Regions from separate parts of the Mus musculus genome. Here region 1 is linked to region 2. A link is a contact called in public Hi-C data. All regions are on one chromosome and are shown on one strand. Each heading gives the region's core, a stretch centred on a gene start, on an enhancer-like site or on the middle of the called end of the contact. The rest is flanking DNA. Distances are from core to core; before and after follow the strand shown.

The links. A called contact is a pair of places that touch in the nucleus more often than the background predicts.
Region 1: a Hi-C map of cumulus cells shows a contact between it and region 2, with 3 times the contacts expected there. The contact joins two enhancer-like sites.

Annotation. Positions count from the first base shown.
Region 1 is chr3:81,480,395-81,485,171 of GRCm38.p6, reverse strand. No RefSeq gene overlaps it. Among named protein-coding and RNA genes, the nearest start is that of Gm52636, 150 kb to the left of the region's middle. Within about 2 kb of position 1,606, at least 10 of the 459 cell types and tissues checked have an H3K27ac peak or open chromatin away from gene starts, as enhancers often do.
Region 2 is chr3:81,100,078-81,104,729 of GRCm38.p6, reverse strand. All of the region lies in intron 1 of Pdgfc (platelet-derived growth factor, C polypeptide), which reads right to left. Among named protein-coding and RNA genes, the nearest start is that of Pdgfc, 66 kb to the right of the region's middle. Within about 2 kb of position 1,864, at least 141 of the 459 cell types and tissues checked have an H3K27ac peak or open chromatin away from gene starts, as enhancers often do.

The sequences.
Region 1 (4,777 bases), core at 357-2,856, 380 kb before region 2:
AGCTGGATATGTAGCAGAGGATTGCCACATCGGGCATCACTGGGAGGGAAGTCCCTTGATCCTGTGGAGGCTTGATAACCCAGGATTAGGGAATGCTAGGGCCCTGAGGCAAGAATGGGTGAGAGGGTCTGGGAGCACCTTCATGGAGGCAGGGAAGGGGATGGGCATTTGTGGAGGGGAAAATGGGAAGGGGGATAACATTTGAAATGTCAATAAATAAAATAACCAATTATTTTCTAATAGAAAGGAGCAAGGAAAGGGTGTGCAAAGAGCACAGCATAATTAGCATAATTAGCTCCTTGTAGTTAACATTTCAGAAACTCTCCCACCTACCCCATGCTTCTCCTACCTCTCTGATATGTGAATCCTAAGGAGTAATTTTTATAAGAGAGTATTTTCTTTCTTCTAGTTCAATATCTTATGATGTATTTAATGATGCATATATTTCATCAGTAGCAAGCATAAAAGACAGTTACAAAATTTTGCATTTTTATGATATTGGAATGCAAATATACATTTAAGCCATAAAGGAATTGGATCAAAAGCAGTTTTTATGTTAAGCCCACATAAAATGAATGTAAGAACTTGTGCAAATTCCTGGGTCACAATTATTTTATTTATCTTGTGTGGATAATTTTGGATAGTCACCAATACACCTATTCTTCCCTGGCTGCTGTTTTGAGCCCAGAATATAGCAAGTAAGACCAGCTCATTATGAGCACACACCTGAAAATGTGAACAGGTGGAAATTAACTGGCAAGAATCATTTAAGCAAATTAAAATATGCATATGCTAGCGTTCGACATCACAGTGATTCACTGTCCACTGAGCTGCACAGATGGTATTTCATTGAATGTTCAGAAATTCACAGGTATTTGCAATGAACCAGAATCCAAGGGAGGTATGTGTGGACCAGTCTTGAAGGACAGTAAGGTTGATGTTACACAGACAGATGAGAGAGGGTTGAAATGCTAGCCAGGCAACACTGCACTTCCTGGCAGCATAACATTTTCGTCTCTTTTTTAATAACAGAGGCAATATTTCAAATGATCCCACATTCAAGGTCTGAATTTATAATTATTAAATACTACCATTATATTAGGAGTCCTGGAAACCAAGCAATAGATTTTAAAGCCCAAGCCTTTAAGGCAGCGTTTATTGCAAGCACTCAATTAGCCAGAAGATGAAGGAAAAAACTTAACATTCACTGACCCTCAGTTCTCAAGTATAAGAGAAGAGCTTCTCACAGGACTTCTGAAAATGATATAGAATTGTCTTAGATGCTCATGTACAACTGAAGAGATGAGCATACACTTGGTGTTGATTGCTGGTCTGTGCTCTTACTGGAGAAGAAATCCTTTCCAACTCATGGTATAAATTGGTGCAACATATTATGACATACTTTGATACAGTTCCCAACTCCTATCTTAAGCAAGAATATTTGCCACTATTTAATCCTATTACATCCATTCTACTTAATAAAGTTATTTCATCTGTAAGTTATACTCAAACTGGATTTTCGAAGGACCATTTTCCCGTAAGATCAGAGGGGATTGTGACCTGACAGTTCTGCTATTGATAGATCCAGCCACAGGGTGTCATGCTAACAGTACTGACCAGCCTGCCCAGAAGCAGGACTATGGCTGCAGCAATCAAGCAGTGACATAAGCAGTGTCATGGGCAGTGAAGGATAAATAATGAAAGCTCTGACTCTTTGCCAAGCTTAATATTTGATTTGTTTCCTTAGCAAAATGAATCAGTATTTTACTAGATATACTTTGTAATTTTTAGAATGACCTTCAAACTAATATAAAACCCCTAACCTAAAACATCAGGAGTTGCTTCAGTCTTTCCAAGTTCATCAGTCATTGCTTGCCTTTGAGATGATAGAAGAATATACAATACTTGATACCTTTCTATGTCCAGTTTTAAAGGCAAATAAAACAGTTGATAGCTGTAGCTATAGAACTTAATTCCTCCTAAATATCTGATTCCATATATTTAATCAGAGTATTAGATATTCTTTTAGAAGTTTCAGTGAGGATTATGCATGGTGTACGGAACTTACCTTGAATCTGGAAATGCTTTCAACCTTGAGTTAGCAGCCTGAAAACCCAGTTTGGCTGTAATCCCTCCAAACATAGAGCCTAGGCACAACCTGCCTTCTCTCTGATTAGGTCTAACACAGTCGTCTGAAGAAGGGCAGCTTTAACTGTTATAGAGAAATAGGCTGCAAATGACTCCAAAGTACTCCTTGCATTCTCACATTCCCAGGACAAGGTTAATGTGAGGTGACAGACACTTTCAATCTGTCTTCTTTTGTCACTTAAGTCTTTGTCAGAAATCTGAGACAGGAACTCTCTTCTACTTACTTACTTTGAAATGGGAACTTTCCCCTGCTTAATTACAAAGCTTGTTCATCCAGTCACATTATGCAGAAAACAGACCAGCAAATCTGTCTGAGAAAGCTAGAGTTAATCCTTATCACTTCCACAATTTATTTATCAGTGAGTGAGAATTATGAATCATATGACCACATGAATGAGACATAAAGTTCCGATGTGGTTACAGCAATGAAAGAAAAAATTTACACCAGAGGGCACCACATATTGTGATGGTGTTATAGCTACTGCCAGAGATCAGAGGACGATTTCCAGAGTAAGCCATGACAAATGTAGAATGTGATCAGCTAGCAGTGGATCGTCAATCAGGCAGAGAGCTGAGAGAGATCTACTGAGCAGTCATACAAGAAGACACCAGGCAAAGCTCCGGACATGAGGAAGTTCAGGTCGTAGATCCCCAGGAAGGGCAGTGAGGTGCAGGAGCACTGAGGTGGCAGTGCTCCTTAAAGATGCAAGTACGGGATTGTCGTCTTTGAACTTTGGTCTTCTAACGTGAGAGAGCAAGCGAATGTTCAGAGCAAGAACAAGTTTGGGAAGAGAGAAAGAGTCTGATGTGTCTGTGCCCTATTGGCAGTTCAAGGAGGATTACCTTCTGTTTAGAATGTCAAACAATTTCAGTGGGCTCACAGAGATGAGTCACAAAAGGGCAGGCGTGAACTTGGATTGAGGGGTCAATGCTAGATGGATTTAAAGACAGACTTGAGGGATAGGATAGAGAAAAATGCTTTTCTGTCTATGGACACTATGGGGGAGGCAAAGCTTTAATTTCAGAATCTTATTGAATCACGAAATTCTATCCTAAAAGAACAAACAAACAAAAATCAGAAACAACAAGAAGAAATGCTGCATCTTCATGAATCCAAGTATTTAAGTAAAAATCGAGCACAGGTGTTGTGGATTCCCTTCTTAGCCCCAGAGGAGCCTGTAACCAAGCACACCAGCTTGGCAAAGTGGATTTTTCAGATGTGGTCAGCTAAAGCATTCTGCAGTGCAGAAGTTATTGTGAATTATCCCTATGAATTCAACTGAATCCTTAGCAGATTTTCAAAGAGATGTGAGAATTATTCAAAGGACTCAAGGTGGTAGTGAAAAACTTGGGAGATGCTACATGGCTTGTAGGGTAAACGTCCATGAGCTAAGGAAGCTTGGTGACACCAGTGGCTGGAAAAGGGACAGAAAGGTGTCTCCCCGCACCTGAAAAGAAAACAGCATTATTAGGACATTGATTTGGTCCATTTCCTGTTCATCATTTCCAGTATAGTAAAATAAGAATAAAGATCCATCATTTTTCATTTCAACGCCAATATTTCTTTCTTACTGTGACAATAGAAAATAAAGGGCAGAACTCTGAGTGTTCCCAGGTTTTCGTGTGTATCAAACCAGTAGAATGAAATCAACATATTGTCTATTTCTTTGTTTTACCTCTATTAAAGTAATCAATATTTGAAGATAAAATAGCTACCACAGAGCAATTGAGAATTTTTATTATGGACCAACTGAAACTGGAAAACAACAGACTCAGATTTGTTTTGTTTTGGCCTTTCTTATTGAATATTTCCTAACAATAAATTTTTCTGAAGGATTATGTATTTTCCTAATATTGGAAAAATGGGTTTTGTAAATACAGCAGAATGTTAATTTTCTAAAGATAGATATATGTGACCACATAAATTAAATAAATTTAGTTTGAACATTCACAAGATGTTTGAAGACAAAAGGAGAAATATTAAAAATATTCTATTTTGATGAGCATATGTTTCATGTCTGCATTAAAAACATATTTAAAGATCCTACTTCAGAAAGTATTTGGATCTTCTTTTATGCATTTATTTAAATTTACAGACTTTAAAGACAGATTCAGAAAAGAACACCAAAGGCAAATCAGCTACCCTGTGGAGCTTTCTAATAAGACAGAAAAACAACGTGGTATAAGCAATAATTACAGGGAATTCAGAGTACTTATTTTAAGAAGTCTAGAAAATTAATACTGAGACTAGGCCAGCAGCTGTTGAGTTTGCTTTTTCTGTCAAGTTGCGTGGATGTTCAAACTCATTGAGTAACCGTGGATTTAAGATGTGATACAAACAGCATTACATCTATGCTATCTTGTGCTTTGTAATCTTAATTTTCTTTTAAAAAGGGCATGTTGTTAATAGCACTGTTTTTTGATTGAAATGTATATAACCATTTTTAATGTGTGTATGAACATGTGTGTAGATACTATTTTGTGTGAAGTACATATGAACTCAGGTGGAAGTCTGAGAATAGCTCCAGGATTCATTTCTTTGGAGCATTATCCTTTGTTTCTTGAGACAAAAAAAAAAAAAAAATTCCCTTACCTGGAATTTGCCAGCCAAATTATTTGGATAATGAAC
Region 2 (4,652 bases), core at 615-3,114:
TTTTCCATGTTCCCCTCACAGATTCTACTATCTCATGAGTGATATAGGGAAAACCCTACGTCAGTCACAGACAATACTATGTATATGTGTTTTGGGTATCACATAGAGTTTCTGCTAGTAATGATGTAAGATAAAAAGTGGCATGTGCTACACAATTATCAAAGTATTCAATCTGTAAAACTATCAAATATTAGCAATATTCAAAACATAAGATATTTTGAAATGTTTTCTTATACTTCTGACATATTTTAATTTTTTATTTTTGATATTATAATATAATTACATGTCTCTCTTCTTTTGTAGTGATTCAAACAATATCATATAACTCCCCACTCTCATTCAAATTCATGGCTTCCTTTTTCACATTATTTGATATTATGCATATATGCATATGCATAAATAACCCTCAATATACTTGTTCAGTCTGTAAAACATTACTTGTGTACATGTTCAGGACTGACAATTAGGTATTGAACAACCAACCAATAGGTGTGTTCTCCTCTGGAAATGACCACCTCTGCTAAAGTCAGCTTTCTTCCATTGCCTTTATTTATTTATTTATTTATTCATTTATTTATTTATTTTCTGTAAGATTGCAGCCTTGGGGTCTTTACACATCCACTTTGGTATGTCCCTTGGTATTGTCCTTGTTAGTTTTTTGGGTTTTTTTTTTTTTTTGACAATTTTGTATGTAGAGGACAACTTGTAGGAGTTGCTCTCTCCTTCAACCATGTGGATTCCAGGGACTTAACTCATGTCCTCAGACTTCACAGTAAACACGCTTACCCACTGAGCTGCCTTGCCCTTTAAAATGAAATACATTTATATGTAACAATCAATAAAAAAGTAACTTTAGTGACCCTCACAGTTGTTTACAATAGTAAATTCTGTTTATTAAAAAAATACCTACATGATCCTCAAAGTGATTAACAAATGCATTCTTGTTCTAAGGAGAGAGATAAGTCAAACTGCTGATCATGCAGGAAAAGAGCACCTGAGAGAAAACACTCAACACAGCATAGAATCCATGAACTGTGCAATTTGAGACTGTAATCTGGGGTGTGAGCTGCTTGGTCCTGGAGTTCACTGGTCAGCCAGTCTATTCAAATGAATAGACTCCAGGTTACATGAGAGAACATCTATCCAATAAATATATAATATATACATATAGACTAGCACACATACATACATACATACATACATACATACATACATGCATATATACATGCATATATCCATTCATAAGGAAGGTACACCGGGACTAGGAATGACAACCTCAACTTTGGATATCCTAGTGCATTTGCACACACAGGAAAATGTACAGACACCACAAATATACACAATGTTTGTATCTCTCTATGTATATGGCACATAAGTGTCTTTGAACAAGCATGAGACTGAACTCTGAGCAAGGCAGAGTAAGCAGGAAAGAAGAGTGAAACAGAAAAAGCGAATGAGGCCAATTTAAAAAAAAAAAAAGCTGAGTGCTGATTCACTGAGACAGTAAACACCACAAACCTATTAAAGGTTAGCTCTGCTGCATTAATAATTAATCCCTTTTCATTAGAGTGAATCAAAACAAGCTCGCTTAGCCAAAACCTTGGCAGAAAACAAGGGAGATTAGACGATTGTAATATTTTAACTACAAACTTCAAAGAAATACCGGGATTAAGGGATCCTGATTCCCTAAATATTAATGAAAGCAACAAACTCATCTCATCAAGTCTAATGCCTGTTTACCAGATACATTGTTTAGAAACATATAGAGAATCACTAAAGGATTGTTAAAAGAACTACTTAGCCGTCTAAATCTTGCAGAGTTAGCTGTAGACATCATTGGTCTGGGGCTTGTTGGAGGATCATCTGCTCTCAGTCAGTCTCTGTAAATGCATCATGCACAGCTAGAGGCACAGGAGATGCTTGCACACACTGATTCACATGCTCAGTTACTCTCCTAAGCTACGAATTAACAGGATTGTCAGTTTACAGAAGCTACTCTGTAGATCAAGGCTGTCTTGTGCCTGGGTACACAGCTGTCTAGACTGGACTGTAAAGGAGAGTACCCTCGGCTGTGAATTCCTTCATCCCCTTCCAGGAACCATTTTCAACATAAAGTCAGCAACTTTTATTCAAATTTGAACAAAGCAAGTTTTATTTAGAATGTTACTAGATATTTCATGTAAACAAATAAAAATTAAGAAAATTCATGCATAAAACATTAAGCATAAATTAACAGCTGAAGTGGACAAGGGTGTGACTCAAGGCCTGTTGTGTACACACAAAAGGACCAGAGCTCCACCCTGGCTCTGCAAATAAAACAAAGATAAAAATACCGAAACTGCTGCAGTAGCCATGGTGATTTCTGAACAGCAAGTGACTGTATTTAGCAACTGAAAGGAAGAGAAATCAGGAAGTGCCCTCCCCCCCCCACCTCACCCCAGACTCATAGGCACTAGAAGTCCAGGAAAACCACAGGCAGCCCCAATACACTCAGCCCTGGACACACACATGACATTCTACAAAACTGATGTTTACTGAGCAATAGGAGAGATGGAACTTTCCTTCAAAAAAAATCAAGGCTTAAAATTGGTCTGAAAAGATGTGTGTTGTGTTGACCATTTGCTGAGAAGGTGGTGTGGTTTTTGGGCAGAAATGATTTCTTTGTGAGAATCTCACATTATTCATGGTAAAGAAGGCCCATTAATATTCACTGCCAATAACAAGGGATTGTTTATTCTTTTGTTTGTTTGTTTGTTTGTTTCTCAAGACAGTTTTTCTGTGTAGTCCTGGCTGTCCTGGAACTTGCTCTGTAGATCAGGCTGGCCTTAAACTCCACCTGCCTCTGACTCCCTAGCACCATTTCTTTGACCTCTCTTTGTAACTGTGACCCTGCGTAATTAACTTGGTTTGTGGCTTTTTTCTGATTGCTTCAAGAACATCATAATCATGGCCCCTAAAGCTCTTCCCATGACTAAGGCAGGAGGGATGCTGCCTTATGATTGCCTGTGCAATCTTAAGTAGAAAAGAAGGGCATGCGTGTGTTGTGGTTCACACCTGTAACCCCAACCCGGAGTAGTCTGAGATAGAACGCACCAGAGGACAAAGCCAGCCTAGGCTTCATGGCAAGCTACCAATCTGTTCTACAGAGTGAGGAAGTGGGAACCATTGCTCAAAAAATATCAAAATAACAAACACATTGGCCTTGGATGGCTCAAACTCAAATCCTAGAATTAGAAAGGTTGAAGCAGGAGAACTGCTGACTATTGAAGGCTGGTATGATCAACACAGCTCAAGGTCACTGTGGGCTGGACATCAAGACTCAGCATGAAATAATAACATATTGCATTTTGCATGTGAATCTGACTGACAAAGTTTGGGCAATGCCCTCCCATTAAAATATGTCTGAAGACTATCTTGTGCAATAAAGTCTGAGGTACGGTCTTTGAAACATGATATATGACTAAGTCCTCAGGAATTCCAGACCTTCTAAAACAGGTGGAGAGCTGTCTGTCCCTTCTACCAAGTCCAAAGGATGAAGGAGAAAGCCAAGCCTAATACAGATACTGAATTTCCAGGCCTTTTAACCAATGGCTTCACAGACTTACCAAATGGCAAGTGACACATTTCTACTATTCATTAATTTCTTATAATACAATCTGGTAAAACTAAGTCAAAAATAAAGAAAACAGGTAAAGTATGTTACTGTGAACTACAAAGGTTCATAACTAAGGCTAGGCTAACCCAGCCTGGTGTAGATACCTCACAGGTCTAAGCTCCTTGTTCACAGAATGTGTGCAGTGTCAGTTCCATCCTGCTGTCCTTTGCATCCCATAGGAATAGGCACTTGTCCCTCTTCCCAAGCTATCATTCTCCTATTTATACTGAAAAGAATCCATCCTCACATTCTTTATGATACTGGGAATGTTAGTCATAAGTTCTAAAAAAAAGCTGTGTTTCTCCAGGAACTCCATCTTGCTGGCATGCATGCATGCTTGAGTTAAACATTTCATGATTAAAACCAACAAAAGAAAGGTCATAAATCCAGCACTGCCTTAGGACTCTAATCTCTCAGCCAAGCTTCGGGAATATACAGGGGGCTCCACCAAGGCACTCGCTCTGGTTATGCACATCCTAACCTAACTACTTGTATTCCCACTGCCCTCTTAAATTATCTTTGGATGTTTCTCACTGAGGTGCTCACTACAGCATCCAAAAGAACTTTCGATCTCATTTTACATGGCTATTCTGCAGCACGTGATAGTGTATGCCATCATGTTTGCTTTGCTCTTCATAAAAGCACCAGTTTTCTGGTAATACCTCTCATCTGTCCAATGTGGTCCTAACTTTAGTTCTTCTCTTTAAATAATGGTATTTACTGTACCTTGAACCTTCCATTTCCCACTTTTGATGATAATCTAACTCTGTCAAGTCAGAGATCCCAACTTGATTGATAGCTTCCAAACATTTGACTTTTATACCTAAGTCCATGAGCTATATCTCTAAGTAAATATACCCATTTCTATTAAGTTAAGAAATGAAAATTATGGAACATGGGAATATAAACATTAAAAGTTCCAACTCCCCCATTTCCTCTATTCTGGGATGCCATCACCTCTGTTTTCATTGAATCTTCATTTCCAATTTTGACCTGT